Linked DNA regions of Rattus norvegicus: region 2 is linked to region 1. Evidence: chromatin contacts called from public Hi-C data. All regions are on one chromosome and are shown on one strand. The core of a region is the stretch at or near the end of the contact, and the rest is flanking DNA. Distances in the headings are between cores, read along the strand shown. Region 1 holds the start of Ankrd55 (ankyrin repeat domain 55). Region 2 has its middle 78 kb from the start of Ankrd55.

What was found. Hi-C and Micro-C count contacts between places; a contact is called where the count stands out from the background.
Region 2: a contact with region 1 is called in a Hi-C map of liver, with 2.9 times the contacts expected there. The contact joins the enhancer-like site here to the promoter of Ankrd55 in region 1. A contact is called at or near these places in 5 of 12 Hi-C or Micro-C datasets (kidney, liver, mammary epithelial cells and 1 more).

What each region holds. Positions count from the first base shown.
Region 1 is chr2:45,643,943-45,649,984 of GRCr8, reverse strand. Ankrd55 (ankyrin repeat domain 55) reads right to left here and starts at 2,199. Exons shown (of 10, transcript NM_001270039.1): 1 at 1,200-2,199. The coding sequence starts at 1,293. All of the region lies in intron 3 of LOC103691456 (a long non-coding RNA gene), which reads left to right.
Region 2 is chr2:45,723,167-45,729,127 of GRCr8, reverse strand. No RefSeq gene overlaps it. Among named protein-coding and RNA genes, the nearest start is that of Ankrd55, 78 kb to the right of the region's middle. Within about 2 kb of position 3,212, at least 8 of the 93 cell types and tissues checked have an H3K27ac peak or open chromatin away from gene starts, as enhancers often do. A contact at or near this core is called in liver, where this site is marked.

The sequences.
Region 1 (6,042 bases), core at 950-3,449:
AAATTATGAATTTAATTTCCTAAATAGTTATAGTAATATTTAATTTGTTTCATAATAGAGCTGTTAACAACCATTAATTATATATATTCCTGGTGTCCACTGTGATATTTTCATGTAGGTACTAACAGAATCTAACTTCCTCTCTTCCTCCTAGTTTATTTTATTTTGAGCGATTAATTCATTTAATCTAAATTGTCAAATTTATGTGTGACGTTGTTTGCAGCACTTCTGTAGGATCTGTAGTGGTGTCCTTGGGCTTGTTCCCAAGAGTGGAAATCTGCATCTCCTTCAGTCAGTTTTTCTTGTCAGTGTCACTACAAGTTGTTCCTTGTTTCTTTGAAGTTGTTCCTGGTTTCTTTGTTTCTTTTTTTCACTATTGCTTTTGTCAATCTCATCTTTTCTTGTTTCCTCTCCCCACCTCTGTGCGTTTTGAGATATTTCACTCTTCTTCCTCTAAGCTTCTGAAGCAAGAACTCATACAGATGGCGGAGGTGTTGGACCAACGGTGGAAGTGTTCCCTCTTGTGAAGCCATGCAGTTGTGTAGAGTCTCTTCCTATCAGTGCTTTCCTGTGATCGGTCTTGGCATTTTGCCTAGAGAATGCAGGTTTTCAGTGGCTTTTCTTTTGTCCATGTCTGTTGGCATTCTGTGTTGCCATCTCCTTCAGCCTCAACCCTGGGATATACAAGGCAAAAGGACAATCCAGAGAACTCACCACCATGCCCTTCCCTGGATCTCAGGACTTGGCCCTTCTCTTGGTTTCCAAAGTTATTTTAGTTATCCTATCCATAGTTCTTAGTTGTATTTGGAAAGAATGGAGGTGAAAATGCAACCATGACAACGATGATGTGTGTGCACGCGCACATGAGCATTGTGACACACACACACACACACACACACACACACACACACACACACATCCTTACTTGGCCATTCCTACAAAAATACTGGAAACAACCCACTCCATAATAATATGTGAAACATAATAGGTGACTAGTAGGTGAAAGATGATGAAGTTCTGTGTCCAATGTCATGCTGAGAGGTGCCAAGGGATTCTACAGAGCCACAGGCAAGATGCCTGCAATATCCTGTGGTCAGTCAAAAAGAATTTCATTAGTATGGCTCATCTCAAAAGACAATCTCTGAAAGAGTAATGCATCTCATCCCAGGTTTTTTAAAAAAAATGCACAAACAGCTTACCTTCACTGTCACAACATTCTAGGATGGACGGATCCTCCCGGATCACGGCAGTCAGAGAGTTGACATCTCCATTCGATGCTGCCTGATACACCATTGTCAGGTCGACTTCTTCAGATGAGTCACCTACACAAACCAGATACTCTGTTAGTGTGCAAAGTGAGTTCACTCAAAGGATACCACAGACCAGATTGTCACCCACACAAGTGAGTCACTAAACCTTCCTCTCCAGTGAATCCAGGCAGAGGCGGGGTCAGCTTAGTCATATACTCTCTTCTGAAGGGACACTTCTGAAGAAAAGTGGGCCACTCTAGGTCATTCGCACACTACCACATGTTGGCAAGGAGCCTTGGGATTGACGTGTTATGACTCTTTAGGCATTGAGGTTTCCCAAAATCAGAGAGACCAGTAAGGGAAGAGGGCCATCTTCTTCATTTCAATCTATTCTTCAAGATCTGAAGCATACTATGTTTTCTCTTTTGTTTGTTTCTGTTTAGAGCCACGGTCCTGTGTAGCCCAGGTTGGCCTTAATTTTCTATGTAGCTGAGGCTGACCTTGGATTTCTGATTCTCTTACACCCACCCCTGAGAGTTGGCATTTGCAGACGTGGGCTGCTATGCCTGGTTTTGTGCAATTGTTGGAAATTGAAAACATGTGCTCTCTAGGTAAGCCCTCTACCAACTGAACTACATCCATGGACATATTACCGGTCTTCTTAGTACCTCACTTTGTCCATCTTTGGGAGAAGCATTATGGTCATTCCTCTCTCTCTTCCAAAGATGTTCGTACCTTGATCTTAGCTCACTATCTATCTCCAGATGCCCTTATCCTGTTGCTTCACATGGGAGGCCCTGGAGACTGGGAAGGGAGAAGATGGGGCTCTCCTCCCTTGCTGAGCATCTAGCAGTAGCTGCCTCCTTCCTACCAGGAGCTTTCCCTATGCAGAACTAGCTCTCACGTGGCCCCCTCACAACCTGCCCACCACTGCTGTCCAACTGTAAGTTGAGCAATAGCTTTTTGTTGGTGTTCATCTGTAGCACTGCTATTTGCATCTTGTGCCTCGTTTTGCATATTTTCCCTTCCATTAAAGCCATTTTCAATCACCTGGGTTTGTATAGATGCTATTTCTAGAAGAACCTAGGTTGTACAAAACAAACTGCTTTGAATGAGGGAGCCAACTGTTTACTCTGCCTTTGTGAAGAATTGATCCAACAATGTTACTGCCAAGGATGACCACAGACTGCAGTCAGGTGACTCCCAGAATTCGCAGAGAAGCAAGCTCTCCTGTGGAGATGCCTTGAGACAGGCTATGCCGAGCCCCTCTATCAGTGACACCCGTGCTTGTTTTCTCCGAGTGTAACTGATGTTCAGAGAAAGAATATCTCAACGGTTTTAAAGTTGTGTTTTTCTTCTCCTGTGGACAATAGGGCCATTGGCCTTTTGGTTCTTTGAACTTTAGCTGGCACGCATCCTAGAGTTTTGTTTTGGTTTCTCTGTCCCCGTGTTTCTGAGAAACCATTAATGATTTTTAACCAGCTAGCCAGTCCAATGCAAGGACCGCTTACTTACAACAGCATCGTTTTGTAAAGTGGGCCACTGCTTTCTAACTCCTCCACATTTGGTTTTGTGTTTCATATTTTGAAGCAGCCTCTCCTGTCATTTGTGCGACAGGTGAAGGGTCAGATACCTTAGGTACAAGCCAGGCTTGTGCTAACTGGCTATGTGGAAGTTTGGACCAGGCACCCTCACCTGGCTTAGCTTCCTTACTTGTAATGTGGAGATCTTGACAACACTGACAACTGTCTCCCTTGGGTGGAGTGACACTGTGGTAATACTAATCCTGTGTGCTTAATAGCAGCCTGGCATTTAGTAAGCATTTTTTAGTACCTGCTATTTATACTGCCCCACTCAAAAACTTTTAGCTTATTTAGACAGTATTACATGTCTGAGGTATATGTTTAAAATGGGGCTCTTGTTGAAGGCTATGAAAGAAGCCATATATTGTTTAGATTTTGTTACAAATCTTCCCATAACTCATGCAGGACGGTGTCATTATGCAGCAAGGCAGGTCCAGGATAAAGTGAAGCCTAACACTGGATGAGAAGGAAGGTTAGGTGGGGGGGGGCAATCTAGGAGGGAGAGAGGAGGAGGAGGAGAAGCAGGAGAATCAAGATGGGGACGACAGAGCAGGATGATCCACGTGGACTAGGTCATTTTATCTTGTCTAGGTAGGCGGTTTCTATCTTTACTAACTGGCAGTGAATTTATTGTGGGCATGTATTGTGGATTGAGAATTTAACAGATAAATCTGATTGATAAATTACAAGTTTCTAGAACTTTGATTTTACAGGGGACATGAGCAAAGTCCCCAGCGGGCAGAGAGACAGCCCGGAGAGGCTGGCAATAGACTCCTCCAGGATAGCGTGGCATGGTGCCACAATAGAATGGCCCATGGGACTCGATGTGTGTGTCAGGCCTGGTAACAACCCCGCCAAGGGGACAATGTGAGAAAGCAGTTGGCAGAGATAGCCGGAGCGCGGCTCCCGCAGATCCACGCGGAGTGGGAACTCAAGAGTTCAAGTAGCTGCCCATCCATTTTTTTATTTTTACCAAAACAAAGTCAGGACATTTTGTTAAGATGATTCCCGGTGTCTCTGGGTGTGGGAACTAGGGCCCCAACTTAAAAGATGAAGCTACCTTCTACTTCTACATGCACATTCAAAGACCTGGTGGTGGCCCCTTGGAAGAAGCCTGATTGTCAGGAAGCTGCTAACGGTGACAAGGGAACAATGGAGCTATTTATTTCCTTTTGATTTGAGATAGGGCATCACTGTGTAGCCCTTGATGGCCTGGAACTCACGATGTGGATCAGACTGGCCTCAAATTCGCGGGTGTTCTGCCTGCCTCTCTTCCCCCTGTGCTAAGACACAAGTGTGTGCCATCACACCAGATTCAACTGTGGGTTTTATCGACTGCATGCTGCATAATAACATGTCCATGTACCCTTCATGACTGAATGCTACGATAAGATAGACACAGCACCTTGATCACGATGTGGAGCTGCACTGCCTCCTAGAATTAGGATCTCAAAAGTATTTTGCCAGAAGGCTTTGGATATCCCATTTAATGCGCAACATATCTGAGTCCATCAAACACTTCTGGGACTTGTTGAAAGATGGCTGAATCTGTCCTTTCTGTTGCTCAATCTCCCCTCACCTTGATGCCAGCTTTATTTTGTCTACTCTGGGATGGCCATCCATGCTCCACTTTCAGGCAAATAGCAGCTTTAGTGGACTATTTTATCTTGACCCAAAGGCAGAGTATGTGACCTGGAACGAAGCTATTAAGAATTTGAATCACTGTGACTGAGGCAATATATTTCAGGGCTGTGAACCGATTAGAATTTGTAAAAAGCAAATACACTCTAGCAGGGACTGTAGAGCACTTTCCCTCTCCCTCTCCCCCTCCCCCTCCCTCTCCCTCCCTCTCCCTCTCCCTCCCCTCCCTCTCTCTCTGTTTCAATGCCCATGGATTGAGAAGCTTGCTGTCAGCTTCTGAGTAGAAAGACCCATGAGAAGAATGAAGATGGAGCAGAGCAGAGCAGAGCAGAGAGCAGAGCAGAGCAGAGAGCAGAGCAGAGCAGAGCAGAGCAGAGAGCAGAGCAGAGCAGAGAGCAGAGCAGAGCAGAGAGCAGAGCAGAGCAGAGCAGAGAGCAGAGCAGAGCAGAGAGCAGAGCAGAGCAGAGAGCAGAGCAGAGCAGAGCAGAGGAGAGCAGAGCAGAGAGCAGAGAGCAGAGAGCAGAGAGCAGAGCAGAGCAGAGAGCAGAGCAGAGAGCAGAGCAGAGCAGAGAGCAGAGCAGAGCAGAGCAGAGAGCAGAGCAGAGCAGAGCAGAGCAGAGAGCAGAGCAGAGCAGAGAGCAGAGCAGAGCAGAGAGCAGAGCAGAGCAGAGCAGAGCAGAGAGCAGAGCAGAGCAGAGCAGAGCAGAGAGCAGAGCAGAGCAGAGAGCAGAGCAGAGCAGAGCAGAGCAGAGCAGAGAGCAGAGCAGAGCAGAGAGCAGAGAGCAGAGCAGAGCAGAGAGCAGAGAGCAGAGCAGAGCAGAGAGCAGAGAGCAGAGAGCAGAGCAGAGCAGAGCAGAGCAGCGGGAAGGAAAAAGCTGACAACTGCTGACACCATTTAAACCCACAATTGCCACACCTTAGGCCAGCAATATCTCTGGGACATTTGCATGTGCCAACACATCCTTCTCATTCATTCATTCATTCATTCATTCATTCATTCATTCATTTTATGGCTTGTCACTTTACGTTGCCTTGTGGATATACTTTGGTTTTCTTTTCAGTCTGTGAGAGAGGACAATTTTAGCAAGGAACGTAGTATTAGATGGTTATTGGCTCCACAGGAATTAGTGAACTGATCCACTAGGAGGAAACTCTAGCTCTAACTGATTATTACCACGTCGAAGGGTCACACCGAGATATCTAACCCATGTGTCAAATGTGGCTGGGAAGAGTAAGAGGAGAGGGACTAGAATGAGGTGTAGTGAACTTCATTCCTGCATCCTGAGTGTTTTAAGAGAGCAGGTTGGTCAGTTCTGGAGATAATCCCATGAGGTCCTGACAGTAGTCTAGATGGCTGGGTTTGCATACAGAACATATAACTTACCGCTTTAACCATTTTCAACGGTACAGTTCTCTGTCCTTAAGTATTCACAGGATTGCACAACCACCACCATCCGTCTCCAAGCCCTTTGCATCTTCTAAAACTCTGTACCCACTAAATTGTAACCCCACTTTCTCTGCCCAGCTCCTGGAAAGCAGTACTGTGTGTTCTGTGTCCGTGAATCGCA
Region 2 (5,961 bases), core at 1,963-4,462, 78 kb before region 1:
CCAAGGGAGTCAGCGCCATTAGCCGCAGCAAACTCTCGTGGGAATCGGGTTTTATGGAGTCTCTGGCATCCAGACAGGACAAACTAGTCAACAGATTTTATAACTGTCAGACAGAACCTGAGTGAAGGGCTCTTGCAGGCCTGAACATAGCAAACATGGCTCTGACTGGTTTTGCCTTTTACCTGCCTCCCTAGCCTTTCCGAAAAACTGTCAGAGGCATTCCTAAAGTGAGCCCCAAAGGTCCATTCCCTTATTTGGCCACTGACTCATTCCTGAGACAAAACGCCAAGGTCCAACAATCAAAATACATTATTTGGCTAGTATGTCCAATCAGGATTAACCAACGCACCACCAACCCACCTTTTCTCCCTAAAAACTCATTTCTGCAAAAGGCACTTGCTCCCTGCTTGCTTGCTTCTTGTCCTTTGTAACAGCCCCCCCCACCCCCTCCAGCCTTACCCCTTCTGGGTATTAAATCTCCTTTGTGTTGTGTTCTGGTGTCTGGGAATGTCCTGTTCCCGGGCTGAGAGGGCCACCCTCCCTTGCGCTGACATAGGTAAAAGCTTTTACAATTACCTTGTCTGTTCAAACGGCACCTGGAGGGTTTGGGCGGGCAGCTTTCAGAGAGCAGGTCTTCTGCATTTATTTATTACAGTCGATTTGCCACCTGAGCAGTGTGCACATGGGTATTTAAAACTGTGTGCTATCAATCTGTATGTATGGAAAAGGGATTAAAGTAAGAGATGGGAACTGGCTGATGAGAATAAGGGATTGAATTTATGGAAGCCTGAAGAGTTTCCTGCTCTGTACAGCACCCTCCTTTGGATGGTATTTAAGCCTTACAGTCGTCATTGCTGAGTATTCACCTCAGAGGACGCCTAGCAACGGTGGAAGGACTGCCAGATGTATGTACCTCTCCCCTCATATTGTTTGTCTCTTTAAATGTCAAGAGGACACATTCCCCAGATTATCCTTAATGGGAGATAGGCTCTTCCTCACATATTCAAGTGGGTGAAATTTTAGAGTCACAGAAAGGAAAGTTAATTTTTAATTTTAAGTGTTCTGTAGTTTCAAATGTCAAACACTGACGATGAGACACACCTGAGAAGCTTCTAGAACTCGTTGTTCTGAGTTTGTGTCATGAGAACCAGCTGTATGTTGAAATCACAGTAGGAGACACTGTCTCTACCCCCTGTGCTCTGTGACTGTTCGTGCATACATTTGGCTGTGAGGTGGCCACTCCTGACTCTTCCTTCCCAGGGAACAAAGGTGACAGATCTTCTAGGCTTCTCTGTCCAGAGTTCATGAGATAACCCCAGGATTTAAAAAAAAAAGTGGTTAGGAAAAACAGGAACTCAAAACCATGCTGTTTTGCTTCTTAAAAGCAGTTTTAAACGGTTTGAGTGAGAACAGGGTGAGGGTGGTACACTTCTTTAATCCCAGCACTCAGGAGGCAGAGGCAGACGGTTCTCTGTGACTTCCAGGCCTGCCTGGTCTACATAGCCAACTTCCAGAACATGCCAGGGCTGCAGAGAGAGAGAGACCTTGTCTCAAAAAAAAAGTTTGAGGGAAGAGAAAGAAAGTAACTCACAATCCATCAGCGTGAGGAACCTGGGGGTCTTTCTCCTGGGCTAAGTACTGCTAAATCTGTGCATCGTGATGGTTTTCACCTGAGAAGCTAATCCACAAGAACTGAGAATAAAGGGCCTCAACCAGATGGGTGTGGCTGGTGAAGAGACAGGTCCTCAGATCCTCTTACGTTCTCACATACTCTATGGTCTCAAGGCTTGGGTCTCCTTTCCCGTAGACCCGAACACAGAGACCTGATGGTGCATTGACCCAAGGGGTCATGTTGAAAAAAGAAATGACTCTGAGACTAGGCAAGCTTTGGTCTCTGACACTAAGGGGACAGACACTTATAAGAACTTACTGGGTTTGCTCACATTCTGACCAGGTAACAGCAGCTGGAAAGACGCCATCTCTGAACTTCAGGATCCCGAAGAGGCACAGCGTCAGCAACTTGGACTGTCGATTCAGTTTGCATTGAGACTTACTTATACCCACAGGCTCTTTTTTTCAAAATAGTTAGCTCTTCTCTCATATATTACGTCTCGACCCTTGACGCCCCACCCCCACTCTCATCCACTCCCACTCCTCCTCAGCTTCCCTTCAGAAAAGGGAAGGCCTCCCACGGACATCAACAAAACATGGCATATCAAGTAAGACTGTGTACTTCCCCTCATATTAAGGTTGGATGAGGCAACCCAGTAGGAAGAAAGGGGCCTCAAAAGCAGGCAAGAGAGTCAGAGACATCCCCTGCTCCCACTGTTACTAGTTCCAAAAGAACATCAGGTTACACTACCATAACCTATAACTATAACCTATAACCTATAACACATAGCACATAACACAAAACACATAAAACATAACATATAACATAGAAGCAGGCTCCCTGATTGTCAGTTCCGTCTCTGATGAGCCCACGTTTGTTGATTCTGCGAGTTTTTTTCTGGTATCCTTGACCCCTTTGGCTCCTGCAATCCTTCCTCCCCTTCTTTCATGGAATTCACTGAGCTCCACCTAATGTTTGGTTGTGGGTCTCTGTATCTGTTTCCATCCGTTGCTGGATGAAGTCTCCCTGATGGTGACTTACTAGGCTAGCATCTTGATATGTAGGTCAGACTGATAGATCAGAGCTTGCTATGACACACTAGCTGGACAGACTAGCCTCAAACTCTTGGTTCTCCCATTTTAGCTTCCAGAGATCTGGAATTACCCGCATGTGCCATCAAACCTAAATTATGGTCTTTATTTTGTTTTCTGGGACAGGGTCCCATGTGACACAGACTGGCCTCTGTTTCTCTAGGTGGCCAAGGATTACCATGAACCCCTGAGCCTTTCGTCTTGGTCTCGCGAGTGCTGGCATTACAGATGTATGCCAGCATACCCAGCTATAGTCTTATGAAAGGATCCTGTGGCTTGACCTCGAGTCTAAAAGCAGGGAAGCAATTTCGAGGCTTAATATTTGGTTTTATTAAAAAGTAATTTTATTGGTCTCAAATCACAAAATGAAATCCAGAGAAGTATTAATAATTTAGTGAACGTTTTCTCTAGTAAATTTAAGAAAGTTCGTCATTACTCTTATCAGCTGGTTCTATCCCTAGTCTGTGTACTCTTTTTCTGTGTCCTGCAGAGCCAAACAGTCAGTAAACATTTGTTGAAGGAGTAAATGTACACATGCATCAAAATCATCTGTGTTTTTAGCAGAACGGGTGCAGTGGAGTCCAGAGAACGGGTGATTTTTAAAAAGGAGATAAATTCAGGACCCTGCTGAGGGTGGTCATACTCAGTGCAACCCCTGCATTTGGTAGATTGAGGAAAACAAGTTCAGTGCTAGCCTAGGAGTGAGAGACCGTCTCAAGAAACAGGCTTTCTAGGTCTTGGAGTTAGGATCTCTGCAGCCTTTCTGCCGACTGGGTGATGTCTGAGTGTTGGCCCCATGCAGTAGGGACTGGTTCTACCACTTTCTAACCAGTAATCCAAACCTGTCTATATCCACTTGTGTGGACACAGAACAGAATATGACCTTTGCTCCTCTGAACTAAGTCATTCTCTGTCACCAATAGCACAAACACAGACCGGGCGAGCATGTGAAACAGTTAGTTCCTTTTGGTTCTCAGCACTACATGTCCAAGGTACATCGCATGGTGGCCTTTCACTGGCAGTCCTGGGTCAGCCCGTAGGAGACAAGGAGTGTGGGTCCATGTCTGTATGCATGTGTGTGAGGGTATGTATATGTGCGTGTCATGTGTGCCTATCTCCCCCTCTTGTTACAATGCCACCACCACTCATCTACAGGGACTTCCACCCGACGACTTTATCTAGTCCAGTCATGTCACAAAGGCTCTACCTCTAAAGGGAGTATCCTTCTTCCCTTCCCTGTTCTAGGGACACACTTAATTTGTACCCAAACAGTAGCATTCTCTTTTTTTTCTGCAAAAACAGGCTGCAAGGAAAACACAACATATATTTCCTTCCCATCTTGGGTTCTTGACTGGATTTGCTGCTTATTTCTTAGATACAAAAGGGTTGAGGAGGGGCACATATATTCACTTCCTGAATGCTAATTGTGTATGGGGGTGGCAATGCTATCCGACATGAGCCGTGGAAGTGCTGTCTATATTAAGACCAGGCCACTTGTCTTGAATAGAAAAACTGACCAAACTGAGTTACAGCTGTTACCAGGCTCACAGGGTAACAGAGAGAAACAGGGGTCCCCTGGGGAATACTCATTAAGGTGTGTTTGGCTCAGGATGAGCCTTCGGGGGAGTCCCTTTCTGGGTGTAGTGCTGACTCACACATCCAAGTATTGCACGGTTTCCACTAAGCCCTGAGTTAAATTGCATCTGATGAAATGTTTTTACTTAACACAGCAAAGCCTAAACATGTTATCACTATTTCTTTCAAAATCAACCGTCTACCATCAGGGGAAAGGTCTTTCCATTTTGTATTTAAAAGCCAAGCATATAGGTACATACCTTTAATCCCAGCACTGCGGAAGTTGAGGCAGGTGGATCTTTTGAGTTTGAGATCAGTGAGCTTCGGGGCACCCAGGGTAGAAGGAAGATTCTGTGGCCATTTTTTTTTTAATTAATTTAGAGTGCGTATGAATCTGAAAGATTCCCAAGAGATGCTTTTATCTAGGACAATCTAAACAAACTTCATAGTGAGAATGTTTCCACTATGACTAATTTCAAGCCACCAATGAATAGCAAGTTCTTAAAAATTCTTCAGTATAGGATTTAAAAGTTAACTCTTGCAAGCTCAAGCGTCAGCTCCAGCAAACTTCATGTTAAAAAACATTTTTTACTTCCTTCCTTGTCTTACTACGCTAACGGAAAGGACTTCATGGGAATTCACACCTCTACTCTTGAATATGAACTGTGGTGCACAGCACAGCGCACAGACTGTGCTCTGGTCTGAGAGCTACAAAACCTGTCTTTGGAAAGGCAAGATGCTCTCGGTGGCCGGAGGTGTTAGGGAGAGGGGAGCGCCTGCGTCTTTTCGATTTGTTAGCTTTCTCCCAAACCTTGTTCAACACCCTGGGAAAGGGAAGGGTTGGTCTTCGGATTTGCGGTCTCATGTGTCTCAGATGCTCAATCTAGGGCCTTCTCTCTGTCAGACACAGTGCTGGTTGACTATGCCAACTACTTACTCTTGTTCTCTCGTAGACTTTCTGCAACTCGGCTCTTCTTTAGTTTAGCAGCTATGGTGTTTCCAAATACAGCCTATTGAGGTTTAGTCTGATGCTGTGCACTGTAATGCTAAGTGCAGAACCTAAGACTTGGTTGCCCCAGAGATGAGAGAGTCCACTTGTAGACCCAAGTGACTGTTATGTGCCCCCAAGTTATTTCTGATTGGTAAATAAAGATGCCAAGAACCAATCGCTGGCCAGAAGAAACATAGACAGGGTTTGGGGTTCCCAAGCTTGGAGTTGGAGGAGAAATATTCTCATAGGGAGGAAAGGAAATATTCTCCTGGGGAGGAAAGGAATGGAGGAGGAAACCACCATGGGTAAGGAATCAAGAAAACATGGCCCCAAGGGCTGGCCAACTGGAGGTAAGAGCAGCCCAGATGAAACATAGTAAGTAATAACTTGGAGTTATTGGTAGGAAAGTAGATTCTAATAGCATGGAGGGTAAATGTCTGCCCAGGTCTTGTGCTATATAATACTTACTGGAAAGATAAAGGTTGTGTCTTTTATTCAGGAACTAAATGGTCAAAGGTGGGGTAGAAACCCCAGATTGGAATTAAAAATAACGACAATGGCAGCCAGTGTTTGTTCTAGTAGTAGCTTCCATGTCCACTTGTAGGGCTTCTCGACTCCATGCAGGAGGAGCCTGATGCTTATGACCCATGCGTGTCACTGCTTTCCTGCTACCCTTAAGCCCTGATGAAGTA